Regions from separate parts of the Mus musculus genome. Here region 2 is linked to region 1. The links are chromatin contacts, called in public Hi-C maps. All regions are on one chromosome and are shown on one strand. The core of a region is the stretch at or near the end of the contact, and the rest is flanking DNA. Distances in the headings are between cores, read along the strand shown. Region 1 holds the start of Chrd (chordin). Region 2 has its middle 58 kb from the start of Gm22741.

Evidence for each region. A called contact is a pair of places that touch in the nucleus more often than the background predicts.
Region 2: a contact with region 1 is called in a Hi-C map of cerebral cortex, with 2.8 times the contacts expected there. The contact joins the enhancer-like site here to the promoter of Chrd in region 1. A contact is called at or near these places in 3 of 39 promoter capture datasets (the 3T3-L1 cell line, Sertoli cells and macrophages), 8 of 484 Hi-C or Micro-C datasets (Sertoli cells, cerebral cortex, embryonic stem cells and 5 more), 4 of 115 datasets of contacts at active chromatin or transcription factors (embryonic stem cells and pancreatic cancer cells) and 3 of 9 other capture datasets (adipose tissue, liver and pancreatic islet).

What each region holds. Positions count from the first base shown.
Region 1 is chr16:20,731,536-20,736,039 of GRCm38.p6, forward strand. Chrd (chordin) reads left to right here and starts at 1,592. Exons shown (of 23, transcript NM_009893.2): 1 at 1,592-1,760; 2 at 1,996-2,099; 3 at 2,472-2,601; 4 at 2,738-2,866; 5 at 2,952-3,051; 6 at 3,151-3,238; 7 at 3,582-3,723; 8 at 3,836-3,964; 9 at 4,046-4,128; 10 at 4,211-4,358; 11 at 4,502-4,504. The coding sequence starts at 1,613. It also overlaps a transcript of Thpo not described here.
Region 2 is chr16:20,801,287-20,805,909 of GRCm38.p6, forward strand. No RefSeq gene overlaps it. Among named protein-coding and RNA genes, the nearest start is that of Gm22741, 58 kb to the left of the region's middle. Within about 2 kb of position 3,370, at least 128 of the 459 cell types and tissues checked have an H3K27ac peak or open chromatin away from gene starts, as enhancers often do. A contact at or near this core is called in Sertoli cells, adipose tissue, cerebral cortex and 4 more, where this site is marked.

The DNA of each region.
Region 1 (4,504 bases), core at 342-2,841:
AGAGGTAGGTGGATCTCAGAGAGTTTAAGGCTAGCCTGGTCTACCTAGTGAGCCAGGGCTGCATAATGAGATCTTATTTAAAACAGACAGACAGACAGACAAACAGACAGACAGACAGATTGACTGGGCTCAGTCTTTCTACTAGGGGTACAGGGACCTGGAGCGCTAAACCCCCTCAGCTCTGTGGGCAAGCCTGCCCTTGATTGCTCAATGATCCTCTTCTAGTCCTACCACTATACATGTGACAAGAGAAATAACCAGGCCCATCTGTCCCTGTCTTAGGAAGGACAGCTGCCGAGCCTCCCCCACAAATACCTCTTTGCTGGCTCCTCTCTTCCTTTGGCCCTGGCTCTAGCTCCTGTGCTTTCTCCCCAGTCCCTGTCTCCCCACAGTCTCTGTCCTCAGGGACCTTGTGGCCTGACCCTGTCCTCTCTCCCTTGTCTTCCTCAGGCTTTCTCTGCGCCTCAGAGAGGATGGGCTATCTACTGAGGCGTATGGCCTGGATCCCGGAATTCTCCAGTTGAATAAGAGATGCCTTCTAAGATTAGGAAGCCTAGTGCTGGGATAGTGGGAAGAACGGTGCGCGCGCGCGCGCGCGCGCGCGCGCGTGTGTGTGTGTGTGTGTGTGTGTGTGTGTGTGTGTGTGTGTGTGTAGGATGGGGAGGCTTGTCTAGAAAAGCAGGACAAAGGAGGTGGGGACTGAGCTGGAGAGGAAGAGGGTCATCTCTTGGATGAAGGAAAAGCATGAGAGAGCCAGAGGTGGTAGTTGGATGGACTTGAGAGCAGGTTGGGGTGCTGGTGAATTATGACTCCACTCAGGGAAGCACTGCTTGATTCTGGGAAGCACAGGCTAGGTTCCTGTCCCTGGGAAGTGAAGAAAGAGGAGAGACCTTAGAAGGGAAATAGGAATACAGCCAGAGTGAAAGGAAGGGGGTGCTGTGGGTCCTAGGTAGGGGTGGATCGGTGTCATTTTCAAAGACAAGTCCTCATCCTCCAGCGGCCCATCTCGTTCAAGAGTGCCACAGGCCCGAGGCTCAGCCTCTGCCCTTCACTAGCCTGAGCCTCTGGTCTTGGGGTGGACACCACCTCCAGGGGTGGTCGCAAGGAGCGTGTGTGGGGGTGTCGAGGCCCGCCTCTCCTCTCCCTCTTTGCGCCCCCTAGTTCCTCCCTTCCCCCTACCCACTCCGCTCCCCCCTCCTCCAGTCCCTCCCTCCTCCCCTGCCGGGTCCCAGCCTGTCCCCCTCCCCCACTCGCGATCCGGCCGCTGCTGCTGGGCCGGACCCCCCGGGCTCAGCCGGGCTCCTTGTGGAGCCGCCGCCGCGCCCCGTTTGCTGAAGAGGAGGCCCCGGGCCCGGACGCCTGGCGCGGGCATAAAACGGGCCAGAGCCGGCGCCTAGGGCACTAAAGTGGAGTACGGCCCGGGTCAGCGCCCCTCCGCCCGCTCTCTCCCGCCCCGCCCGGCCGGGAGCCGACCAGGCGACTGTGAGACGAGCCCCTCGCCACTGCCCCCCTCCTGGCCCCGGCCCCCTCCTGCCGGCCCGCCTCCGGTCCGGCCCTACTCCCTCTCCTGCTCCCTCCTCCCGCCCGCCTCCCCAGCTGTCTGCTCCGCGTCATGCCGAGCCTCCCGGCCCCGCCGGCCCCGCGGCTGCTCCTCGGGCTGCTGCTGCTCGGCTCGCGGCCGGCCAGTGGCACTGGCCCTGAGCCCCCAGCACTGCCCATCCGTTCCGAGAAGGAGCCGCTGCCTGTCCGGGGAGCGGCAGGTAGGTGGGCTCCAGGGGGAGGTGCGGGAGGGGAGTCTGACTCCTGGCAAGTCTACATCCACAGGGAGAGGGCCCCGGGCGCAGGTGGCTTCGCGCAGCGGGAGGGTGGGAGGGGAAAGCAGAGGCGGCGAGGTGCACGGTGCCAAGGGACCATGGGCCTGGCGGGCAGAGCCCGGAGCAGGCATTACGGCACGAGCAACCGGACAGCGGCCGCCAGCCAAGCCCGTCCCCGCAGGCTGCTCCTTCGGCGGGAAGGTCTATGCCTTGGACGAGACGTGGCACCCGGACCTGGGGGAGCCTTTTGGGGTGATGCGCTGCGTGCTGTGCGCCTGTGAAGCGGTGAGTGGATAACGCAGCTGCCTGCCCTACTCTAGAGGGTAGCGGAACGCTGGTGTCCTAAGTAGTAGACTCGGAGATGCTCAGGGGAAGGCTGGTCCGCAAATCGGAGGAAACCGCTTTCAAGTCTGCGGTGTTGACAGTTATTGATCGCCCACAATGTGACTGGCTTTTAGCCAACTTCCCCCCTCCCGTTACAGTATTGCTAGATAAATGACATTATTAGTTCTACTTTGCAGACAGGGACGCCGAGGCTCAGAGAAGTTAAGAAACTTTGGACGGGCCATGTAACTTGTAAATAGCAGAATTGACTGTCTGCAGCCCTGGGGTCTGATGGTTTCATTCCCTTAATTTTCCTATGTTCTCTGCCATCAGCCTCAGTGGGCTCGCCGTGGGAGGGGTCCTGGCAGGGTCAGCTGCAAGAACATCAAACCTCAGTGCCCCACCCTGGCCTGCAGGCAGCCGCGCCAGCTGCCAGGACACTGCTGCCAGACCTGCCCGCAGGGTGAGGCCCGCTGTGCCCGGAGTTAGGAGGGTGGAAGGCTCTACACTAGGTCCTGTACGACTTGCATCGCGGAGGAGGACTGGTCCTCCTGGTACCTTTCTGAAGCCAGCCGTCTTATTCCTTACCCCGGATGCAGAGCGCAGCAATCTAGATCCACAGCCCGCTGGCCTGGTCTTCGAGTATCCAAGGGATCCAGAGCATCGCAGTTACAGTGATCGAGGGGAACCCGGCGTTGGGGAGCGGACCCGTGCTGATGGCCACACAGGTAGGCTGGGGTGGAGGTGGGCCTGATGAAGTTTGAGTCCCGCGGCAAGGCTTGACAGTGCTCAGGCCATCTTCTCTTCTCGAAGACTTTGTGGCGCTGCTGACAGGACCGAGGTCGCAGGCGGTAGCTCGTGCTCGAGTCTCTTTGCTGCGCTCAAGTTTACGCTTCTCTGTCTCCTACCAGCGGTGAGACCGGGAAAAGGGCAAGGACTAGGAGTAGTAAAGGGGGCAATAAAGAGGAGCCTGTAGGCTATAGATCCAGTCTCACTGGACCTCTCTTCACAGGCTGGACCGTCCCAGCAGGGTTCGTTTCACAGATCCCACAGGCAACATCCTGTTTGAACACCCTGCAACCCCCACCCAGGATGGCCTGGTGAGATGATGCCATTTAAGAGTGCTTATCCAAAATCGGCACTTGCTGAGAGCATGCTTTGCATTGCCTCCTTTGGTTCTCACAACAGCCCAGTGGGAGAAAGGCCCTGACATTATGATGCCCATTTTACAGAGGAGGGAACTGAGGCTCAGAATAGCAGAATGTGATTTGTTCAAGGTCATTTGGCTAGTAAGTGGTAAGCCAGGACTTAAAATCAAGGCTCATGGGTCCTTCTTAAGAGGGTCTGGGGTCTCCCTTCCATGCTCCTTCCTCATTAGACCTGGGTCTTTTAGGTGGCTTGTCCTGCATAATTACAGTAGGCATTCTTCCCTCTTCTCTCAAGGTCTGTGGGGTGTGGCGGGCAGTGCCTCGGCTGTCTGTGAGGCTCCTGAGGGCAGAGCAGCTTCGGGTAGCCCTTGTGACATCCACTCACCCTTCAGGAGAAGTCTGGGGGCCTCTCATTTGGCAGGGTGCTCTCGCTGCAGGTAAGGGGAGTGAGCAGTTCTCAGATGTCAAGAGCTGAGCCTTCAATAACCCAAGGGTGGGTGGACTGAAGAGAGGATTTTCTTATGGCTGTCATGGTCTAACACTCCCCAGAGACCTTCAGTGCCATCCTGACCCTGGAAGACCCACTGCAGCGGGGTGTGGGGGGCATAGCCCTGCTCACCCTCAGTGACACAGAAGATTCCTTGCATTTTTTGCTGCTCTTCCGGGGTCTGCTGGGAGGTGAGTGATGGGGAAGATGTATGTGAGGGCGTAGGGCGGGTGCTCACCTTTCAGAAATGCTCACATGTGCAGTGCTTGCAGGACTAGCTCAGGCTCCCTTGAAGCTTCAGATTCTCCACCAGGGACAGCTACTTCGGGAGCTCCAGGCCAACACCTCCGCTCAGGTAAGGGAAAGGAAGGCCTGTGTCTTGCCGAGGTTTACTCTGACCTCTTGCTGTTGCCCACCCCACTCTGCTCTGTTCACAGGAGCCAGGTTTTGCTGAGGTGCTGCCCAGCCTTACAGACCAAGAGATGGACTGGTTGGAGCTGGGGGAGCTGCAGATGGTCCTAGAGAAGGCGGGTGGGCCAGAGCTACGCATCAGTGGATACATCACCACCAGGCAGAGCTGTGATGGTGAGGAAGGGTGGGGCTTGGCACTGTGGGTACACATAACTCAGAGGCACAAACGTGTGCTGAGGAAGAGCCCAAAATACATATGGGGGTCTTGGGTGTCTGGGTGTGGGCAAGCCTGCTGCCACCTGTCTTGTCCCCTGCAGTCC
Region 2 (4,623 bases), core at 2,120-4,619, 72 kb after region 1:
TAGGTGTGTGTGTGTGTGTGTGTGTGTGTGTGTGTGTGTGTGTGTGTTTGTGTGTTGGGGAAATAATGGTTTTTTTTTTTTTTTTTCAAGTTTTGTAGCAGGCCAAGATCAGGCCTCTTCATGGGGAGTATGGATTTCAGAATATCTAGGTCTTCCTTCCTGGGCTGGTTGAGAGCCTCTTCCACTGTGCCCCCTTGAGGGTCTAAGAACTGGATGCCAGGACTGAGGAGGTAGGGAAAGAGGCTAGAATGAGGCATATGCAACTTCTAACTCCCACCTGATCCATCTTCCCTCAGTTGGCCTGGGAGGCTGTTAGACATTCTTTGTTTCAGCCGCTCAGGAGGAAACCATTCCATTTCTCTGTCAAAATGAGGAAGGATTGGACAGAAGTCATGGGTGGGCTGAGACTGAGCCTTACTCTTTTTTGTTTTTTTGTCTCTGTCTTAATCAGACTTCTTTTCCTTCTCTTGGACGTGCCTGGGATAATTTTATTTATGGGTATAAACACAATTGTTTTCTACTTTCCCCAGGCAGGGGACTGAGTTTTCTACATGAACTGTCCCTGTCTCACCGAGGTCCGGCTTCTAAGTGTTGCTGTCAGCATCTCCTCCTCTTTTTCCTTATGGATGTCTCATAATATATTCTATTTTTTTTTTTAAGAATTTGTGTTAAGTTTGGAACCCAGGGCTTTGTACAAGTTAGGTGAGCATTCCTCCCTTGAGCTCCCTTCCATTCTCCTTTTTATTTTTATGGAATTAAAAAGATTTATTTTTACTTTATCTGTATGAGTCTTTTGCCTGCATGTACATATGTGCACCACATGCATGCCTGGTGCCTACAGAGGCCAGAAGCAGGTGTTGGATCTACTGAAACTTGGGCTATAGTTATTAGGCATATGTGGGTTCTGGGGACCAGAAGTGGCTCCTCCCAGGGAGTGGCTGGTGCAGGGGCACTTGCTGCTCTTGTAGAGGACTGGGGTTCCATCAGTTTCAGCCCACCCTCACTCCCTGAGCACCGGGACCCCCGAGATAGCTGGGCAGGGCCAGAGCTCAGCAGTAGTACTGAATTTGTGTTCACACGTGCGCTCTGCAGCCTTGAGCCACTGCTGGGAATTTCTAGTGTATACTGCCATAGAAGGCTGACTCTCTTCTGTGTTCTTTCTGGGGCATAAACTGCAGCTGGCGATGACATTTGTACAGTCTTGCCGGCTACTAAATCACAGTGGACCACACAAATGGCTGGTCTGGTTTGTTCTGTGAGACCTAAATCAAAGGGACAGGCTTTCCTCTTAGGTATTAGGGGTATACATATCATATGGCAAGTTGGCAGGGCCACCCCAAAAGCACCAGGATTGGCATCTATCCCCTGTTACTTTGTGATAACACGAAGAGAATCGCTTCAAGTAAGTAGAATTCCTTTCAGTGGACCTTGCTCAAAAAGAGGTTCTACAGCTCTCTATTCATGATTGGATCATACTGAGAGCAATGTCTTTGTTGGTGGCTCAGCAGGGTATGGGGATGGTAGTGATTTTGCTAAGGGCCTCCTATGACAAGCAGTGAAGGCTCTTCCTTGTGTGTTTGCAGAGCATTGGTCTTGCTTCCCAGAACGCATCACATCTGCTCTCGGTGTCAGCCACACAGTGCTGCCGATAAGGTGCAGCCACAGATAAACTCCTCGTCTACGACCTTGCTGTTTTGCAAACACACCAGTTATTTTCCCATACCAGAGCGTTTGCACCCCTCTTCTGTCTCCCCATGTCTCCTCTCCTTCAGACTGAATTCTACACCAGCACTATTGATGTCTTACACCCAGAGACCACCAGGAACCTACCTGCCAAGAAGCCTGGGTTTATTGCTTGTTGCAATGAAGGGGAACACAGCCCGGGGCACTGTGGATGTCTCAGGAAGGGGGAGTCCAGGAGGCTTAGCAGGGTTGGACTTGTTTTTGTCTAGATCTAGCACAGCTCCTTGTCTGAGCTTGATGTCCTGTGCGGTTGCTTATATTACAACAGGAAAGCACCCAGCTTTCCTGGGAATGTCCTCCTTCCCTCTGAACTGTATAGCAGGAATGGCTTTCTAGGCCCTGAGCCCAGTGCAGAGAACTGAAACTGGGGGAGGCGTGGCAACGGGCGTTGAGTGAAAGCACTTTGAGTGGCCCAATGAGGGTGTATCCAGCTGTTCAGCTTGCAGTCTCACTTCTGGTAGCCATGCCAGCTCTCTCAGGCAGACCAGGTCTGGTTTCCCATTTCCTGGCATGGTCACAAGGTCTCAGCCAGGCTCCTCCCAGTGCTATAAAGGCTGTGAGGGCAGGGTCATGTCCCCCTCCTACCCCCAAACAAAAACACAGAACAAAGCATACAACTTTGGTTTGACTGCAAGCACAACTTGGCAGTGCGTGGACTACATGCGGGGCAGAGGCTCCAGACTGTACTCGTGTTCTGTGGCCACACAGGATGGAAAAGCATGAGGCAGAGATCCATCAACACTGGTCATAAACACCAGCAGACAGTGTGGGCATGCCTGTGGTTCTTTGGCCCCCATGTGGGGCCCGAGCTTGTGCATACCATCTGGGGCCTGGCTCTTCTTAGAAGAGTTTTATTTATCTCTGTTATCCAAGGCCTAGAGTTGCTGACAGGCTTGTAGGATTCAGGAAAGGGCCTAGAATAGGTAACCACTAGCATCAAACATACAGAAGCATCTGGGCTGTCTGCTTCTCATTATCTGATCCTAATCTCTCATCGGCCTGTTCGGGGTTGGAGAGATGGTCCAATGGCAAAAAGCACCAGCTTCCCTTTGGGCGGACCTGGGCTCGGTTCTCAGCATCCTCATTGTAGCTAATAATCCTCTGTAGTTCCAGTTGTGGGAGTCTAATACCCTCTTCTGACCTCCTTGGGCACCAGACATACATATGATGTGCAAGCAGACATGCACACGGAACACCCATACACGTAAAATAAACACATGTAAAATAAAAGGAATAAGCGGTTATAAATCTTACTTTACAGACAAAGACACAGATGTTGTATAACTCGTCCAAAGACACACAGCTCATGAGGTGCCAGATAAGATTCAGACCCGGGCCTGCCTCGGTCTTGGTTCTCACAGTTCTGTGGCCTCGGTGGAGGGGACTGGGCATTTGGGTGAAGGAACCGCATTAAAGAACACTCTAGATCATGAGGACTTGAGAGCAATTGCTCAGAAGGGCCGGTAGGAAGTATTCTGAGCTGGGTTAGAGTACAGAACCTGTCCCCAAAGAACAGGAAGAGAGAGGACTGCTCTGGACCCTGCGTTAAGCGGATTCCTAGGCAGCCTGTGCTGTTTCATAAGTCTCAGACCTGCAGGGTTGGGGTGTGGAAACCTTGACTCCTCCTTGATCTTTTTCTTAGCTGAGAGTGCCGCAGCTTCCTCTATGGCCACCAGGGGGAGGCGATACCCTGTAACTGTCTGCAAAAGCGAGCCACTCCCGGTCCGGTTCAGTCTCTGGCCACTATGATTTTCAGTCCAATTCTGCTCCAAGGAAGGGGATGCCTGGTTTAGAGAGGCTGGCTGATGAGGCCTGGTTTGCATGTCGTGGCCTTCACGTTCAAAGAGTAGTTCTCTCTCTCTCTCTTTCTCTCTCTCTCTCTCCCTCTCTCTCTCTCTCTCCCCCGCCCCCCTCCTCCCCGCACTCGGGTGGGGGAAGGGAAGAGAGAAACATAATACTTGCATTTCCACTGTCTTAGAAGTTTGTTTCACTGAAAGCCGCTGGCCCTTTGATAGTGTTCATGTGTTAAAACTCCCAGAGTTTTGTAAAATATCCTCTTCCATATTTAGTAAAAGACAACATAGGACGTCCCTACTGACATGATTACCACGAGGCTCTTCCTTTTCAGTCAGGTTGGTTCACTGAATTCCTGCTGTGGCTTCCTAACTGTTACAAATATGTAGCAAAAAGAAACAAAACAACCCTAGGGAGCCGGCTCATCAGAGAGGCGCCAGCTGCTCAAGTCAGGTGGTGGAGTTCAGTCCCTGGAACTCCTGAGAAAGGCTAGACATAGTGACACATTTGCAATGCCAGAGCTCCTACTGTGAGATGGGAGGTGGAGATGAAAAGTCTGTGAAATCTCGAGGGCCGAGAGTATGTAGCAGGGCAGAAACCAGAGAGAGCCAGCTCAAGGTTGAAGGTGAGAACTGACTTTCCAGAGTTTTCCTCCAACTTACATGCGCATGAGCACACACACATACACACAGAGTGACACACGTATCTACACAGACACACACAGGGTCACAGAGAGACAAGGACACACATATACACACATGCACATACACGTACCACATGTACACACACATACACACAGACATTTACATAAATGTACACACACAGATATTTACATATATGTATACACACACACAGACATGCGTGCGTGCGCGCGCGCGCGCACACACACACACACACACACACACACACACACACACGTACACCAACAGCAGCAAAAGACAAACTAAAAGATACAGCTGGGATCTGGATCAAAATGGGTATTTGTGTGTACTGGAAGCAGATAAAAGGGTTTGCTGCTCAGAATCTAGAAGCATTAGAAGGCCCAGGCACAGCTCCCAACAAGTGCGCCCGAGGTGCTCTGTGCAA